Linked DNA regions of Sus scrofa: region 1 is linked to region 2. Evidence: chromatin contacts called from public Hi-C data. All regions are on one chromosome and are shown on one strand. The core of a region is the stretch at or near the end of the contact, and the rest is flanking DNA. Distances in the headings are between cores, read along the strand shown.

Region 1 (2,700 bases), core at 114-2,613, 38 kb after region 2:
CTTGGCATTTCTGGGCCTCATTTTCCTCGTGAGTATTAAAATTCTGATCATGGTTACAATTTTGCATACAATTAATGTGCACTATTTTGTGACTTAAAAGTCAAAGAAGGAGTTCCCTAGTGGCACAGCTGGTTAAGGATCCAGTGTTGCCACTGCTGTGGCTCAGGTTCAATCCCTGGCCAGGGAATTTTGGCATGCTGCAGGTGCAGCCAAAAACAAAAAGCCAAAACAAAATAAAACAAAACAAAAAAACAACCAAACAAAAAAGTCAAATAAAAACCTTACAAGAAAAAAATAAAATCAGAGGATTGAGCTAAATAATTTTCCTCACATACATTCTCTAATACATAGTTCAGTTCAATACAGATTGTAATGTTTTTTTACCAAATCCACAGCTTCTCTCTTCTGTGGGTTTTCCTTTCTAAAATCTTTCTTTAAGTTCCCTTAGTGGCACAGTGGAAATGAATCCAACTAGTATCCGTGAGGATGCGTGTTTGATCCCTGGCCTCATTCAGTGGGTTAAGGATCTGGCGTGGCTATGAACTGTGGTGTAGGTTACAGACACAGTTGGGATCCCGAGCTGCTGTGGTTCTGGTGTAGGCCTGAAGCTGTAGCTCCAATTCATATCCTCGCCTGGGAACTTCCATATGCCATGGGTGCCAGCCTAAAGAGCAAAAAATAAATAAATAAATAAATAAATAAAATTCAACAATAAAATAAAATCTTTCTTAATAAGGTGCCTCTCTGGCTTTTGCTATGGGATTTTCCCTTAAGACACTAACATGCACGCACTTGTGTATTTTTTGTTCCCTCTGCAGCCCCACACAACCTAACAGGCTAAGCACATAGATAGGTTCAATACATACTTGAATAAATATTTTAGGATACATTTTCGGGAGACAGCAAGGGATGCTTTGGGGTGAGGAGAGGTGGATTCTTTCCATTTTTTTCCTTCTACTTTTCTGTATTTGCAAATTTTGAAACAAAGCAAACCCCGATCCAAAACCTCCTCCAGTAGGGGGTCATCGGGCCCCCAAGGTGAGTCCACTTCCCTCGCACCATCGCTAACGCAGTAGGTGCTCAGTCAATGTCCCTTCTCTTCCCTTTCTTTGGAATTCCTGATCATCCACGACAGGGAAGGAAGAAATGCTAACTCTGAAGAGTGAGAGGGTGCCCCTTCTCAAAAACGAAGATGAAAGCTGGTCTCAGAGGAAGAAATGCCTGCAGGACCCCCAGCCCTACAGGCCACGCCGGGGCCGCCCTCCGGGGGCTCGGAGCCCCCAGCTCCCGCCCGCAGGAAGGGACGCCCCAGCCCAGCGCCGCGTCACGGCCAGCCTTCTGCGCGTGCGCACCCCGCCCCTGAGCGGCTGGGAAGCGCGAGGCCACGTTCTCCCAAGGCTCTGTGAACCCGCAAGGGAAAGCGGCCCGGGAGGGGACGTGCGCCCTTCCTCCCCCTGGCGGACAGCAGTGAAACAACAAGGCGGTTTGCGGGAGTGGTTTTGGTGGAGAGCAGCCAGCGCATCTTGGAGGGTTGAGAAGACCTTTGACATTTTTGGTACCCGACCTCATTTTGCAGCAACTCCCTTCCTTCCCCGGGCTTCACTTCCAGTTCAGAACAAGGGAAAAGGGAAGGCACCAGCCTGAGCTCCTAATATGTCTAGGCCCTTTGCATGTATTAGCTCATTAAATCTTCTCATTGGATTATTTAGTCCTATTACAGAGAAGGAAAAGGGTCCAGGAGGGGGGTCTCTTACCCAGAGTGACACAGCTAATTAGTGATGAGTCTGGAACCCATGTGTGCATGCTCCAGAGGCTGACTGCAGCCCTAACCTGGTGGGGATGGGGCCTCAGGCTTGGAGAAATAAGAGCTGCTTCTCCTCTTGAGCTGAGGAGGCTCTGCAAGAACACCCAGGACCACTGCCAGGATCATTTTAAAAGAAGCTTGCCTCATGGCAAGACCTTCCCGGGTATCTGAACCCACAGTCCTTCTCCAGGTTCAGGGGTGAGGGGGGCACAAAGGACCTGGAGGAGTGGAGGTGGACATGCGCACTGATGAGGCCATCAGGGACACGGCAGGTTCATGTCGGCTCCCGCAACTGTGGGATTGTTTAGGGATGAGAGAAGCTGTTTCTGCAACACCCATCTGGTGACCAGACCTTTAGGGAGACATACTATCCAGATGATGCCACAGTCTTCTCTTGCCTTTCAAGAAGACAGAAGTGGGTGGGAGGAGTGAGAATGTGTATAAGAGGCAGAGGCTGCTGGCCTGAATTTCCAAGGAAACCAAGGGTGAAACTATAGAAACGTCCAAAACGAGTGAGCTAGAAAGCTGGCCCGTTGTCTGGGTGACTTTTGCCCATGATCCTGGAGGAGGCTCACAAATAGTGAGCCTCTCATTTTCCCAGGACAGCTTTGGAAGACCAGAAATGAGAGGCAGACTCATGTGAGAAGGCACTGTGATTTCCAGAAGCCAAGATGACGCCTGATGTCCTAGAGGCATGAACAGTCTAGGCTTCAGTCAAACTGACCTGGGTTGGAATTCTAACTATGCCTCTGAGGAACTGTGACGTTGGGCAGCTCATTAATCTATTCAAACCTCAGTCTTCCCATCTGAAAAATGGAGACAAAAAGTGACTTTACAGAGCTGTGGGGTTTTTTTGGGGGGGGGCAGTGCCCACAGCATACAAAGTTCCCAGACCA
Region 2 (2,700 bases), core at 126-2,625:
CCAGATCCAAGTCGAGTCTGTGACCTACACCACACCCCACTAAGCAAAGTCAGGGATCAAACTTCCGTCCTCATGGGTTTGCTACCACTGAGCCACAACAGGAATTCCCTTATTCTTTTTTTCTGACTGCACCTGCAGCATGCAGAAGTTCCCAGGGTCAGGGATGGAAACTGCACCACATCAGGGACCCAAGCCCCAGCAGTGCCAACACGGGATCCTTAACCTGCTGAGCCACCAGGGAACTCCCAAACACATCTTACTCTTTAAAGCTTCTTTGCCTTTGAGAACAGGTTCCTGCAATACTATTGCCCACCTTGTGCACTTAACAAACATCTACAAGACTCAGCTCAAACATGAAGTGTCTTCCATTCTCCTTCCCTGTCCCCAAGAGTCCAATTTGCAGTAGTTACTTCAATGTACTGTTAGCCTATTTTCATCTCTGCTTCTCCTTCTTTAGACCTTGAGTAAAGATGGTGGTCTATTCACCTTGATAGAATCCCAGTGCCTAGCACATTTTGGATACCTGGTAAATAACTGTTAAATAAGTTGGTGTAAATGTCTTATCTACATAAATCTGTGACATCCTTGAGGACTAACTGGATATTTCATTCATTTTTGTATCTAAAGAGCCTAGAACAGGATCTGACACAGCTGATGTCAATAACTATCTGTAGAAATAAGTTCCTGCTCCCAATCTGGATGACATTTAATTAAAGCACCAGTACCCTCCTTTCGTCTGTCCTCCTCTCCTGGTTCCCACAATCAAGAAGGCTCTATTAACTCTACGCTCAAACCTGTCTCCTTTCTACAGCTAAACCCTCATAGGCCAATATCCCGCATGCCTGCCTTGGCCACAGTCTACCAAGAGGCCTGAAGTTTTTGACACCGCCCGCCATTTCGTCGCTGAAGTTTACTTGGGAATGGACTGTGAAGAAACCACAGCTCCCACGGCCCCCCACGTCGGGACCGAGGAAGGGGGTGTCCCTGCTGCTCCCGCGTCCGCGGCTGACAGGCAGGGAACCAGGGCGGGGACGGGCCCGGGCCCTGCCCAGGGCGTCTGCAGGTGGGGAAATGGAGGGGAGGGGGAGGGGGGACCATAAAGTCCAAGGTCAGAGAGCGAACCGGGTCTGACACCGGCCTAAACGTAGGGTTTTCACGCGGCGCGCGGGCCAGGGGGGTCGGGAGCCCAGTGCCCTCCGGCCCCTGTAGGGACGGAATGAGGTCTCACCGCAGACAGCTACGGCCCCACGCTCGCTCCGCTCGGGCTCCCCGCGCCGCTCTGCCCGCCGGCGCAGAACCACAGCTGTTGTCTTGGTTTCACGGGCGACGGGCATCGGCCACTTCCGGTCCCCGGGCGACATTCCAGCCAATCAGCGCGCGCCGCACTCCAGGGAGGAACAGGTGGTCGGCACGCCCGCTCCTCCTCGCCCTTTTCCAGGCTTCTTTTGCGCCGGTTCTCGCCCTCACTCAAGCCCCGTTTCGCCGCTGCCTGCCACACCAGCTCCCTGGAGTGGCCGTGTGTGCTGGGCGATGACCAGTTAGCCCCAGGATCACTGACGAGCTAGGTCCTCCGAGTTTCCTAGAACGGCTCCAGGGATGCACTTCCGTCCTAAGACTGGCCCCTCTGCGCGCTGCTATCGCTCCCCGAAGCATTGATCTGAGCTTGAGAAACTGGAGGTGGGCTTCGCTTTCTCGCCCGCCGGGCAGAGATCGCGCGACACCCCCTAAACCACCACCTGTAGCCCTTATTTCGTCACTCCCTTCCCTGCGCACCAAGAGCCTGATAAACAGATCCCTACGTCCTAGGACAGGCCCGTCATCTACTGGGGGCGAAGGGAGACCCGCTCTTGAGGTCGGGCAGGACTTTCTGGAGGGAGTGAAGTTTGGGCTGATATCTGAAGGTTGAGCAGAAATTAAGAGTTTAGGCACTGGGAACGGCCTTCCATTCTAGTCTCCGTATTTCTTGAATTTTGAACCTTCGTACTTGTTACTTCCTCTGCCACTCCTGTGCACCGCAAACTTTGTTATTCAGGTCTCGGTTCAAAGGTGACTACGTGGAAGAGGCATTCTATCCTATCTAAAGCCGCCGCAAATTCGGCCGCCCACCCCAAATATCAGGGAAGGCCTGCGATTGGCCTTGTTTAGGTCTGGTGCTCACCCCTGGACCAATCATGGTATTCAGGGTAAAAGGATAGTAGCATTAACCAAATCTGGGTTACCCATCTTCGCCCTTTGTGGGAGGAGGCTTCTGTGTTTGCCTCCCCATAATCCCTGTGGAATAGAGAAGAGAGTGACTGATCACAGAAAGTAATATTACATATATATCCAGTACACAACCTATCAGAAAAGGAAAAAAAGCTTTCACTTGCGTTCACTGGGATGAGGCCCTAGACTATAAGGTCCATCATTGTGGCCATTCTCACACCAATATCCTTAACCCTTTTGCTCTACTGTCTGCAAGTGCGCGGGAAATTTATTAATCCGGATCAGTTAAAATGTTCGGTTTCTTTGCCCAGGCTGCTGACAGCTAGTGGGGAAAATCATGCATTTTGGAAAAGAGCCCCAAAAGAAATTTATGGCCTCCACTTCCCCAGAGGTCTTTCACTTCTGCCCAGAAATCATCTTCTGTTGCCTTAGTCAGCGTTTCTATCATTGCCATGATTGCTTTTTTTTTTTTTTTTTTTAATGGCCACACCTGCA

The links. Hi-C and Micro-C count contacts between places; a contact is called where the count stands out from the background.
Region 1: a contact with region 2 is called in a Hi-C map of liver, with 2.6 times the contacts expected there. The contact joins the enhancer-like site here to the promoter of RABEP1 in region 2. A contact is called at or near these places in 1 of 5 promoter capture datasets (liver), 12 of 47 Hi-C or Micro-C datasets (alveolar macrophages, brain, embryonic fibroblasts and 7 more) and 2 of 2 datasets of contacts at active chromatin or transcription factors (alveolar macrophages and skeletal muscle).

What each region holds. Positions count from the first base shown.
Region 1 is chr12:51,894,593-51,897,292 of Sscrofa11.1, forward strand. No RefSeq gene overlaps it. Among named protein-coding and RNA genes, the nearest start is that of INCA1, 28 kb to the right of the region's middle. Within about 2 kb of position 1,364, at least 48 of the 83 cell types and tissues checked have an H3K27ac peak or open chromatin away from gene starts, as enhancers often do. A contact at or near this core is called in alveolar macrophages, brain, embryonic fibroblasts and 3 more, where this site is marked.
Region 2 is chr12:51,856,873-51,859,572 of Sscrofa11.1, forward strand. RABEP1 (rab GTPase-binding effector protein 1) reads right to left here and starts at 1,376. Exons shown (of 20, transcript XM_021067732.1): 1 at 1,229-1,376. The coding sequence starts at 1,361.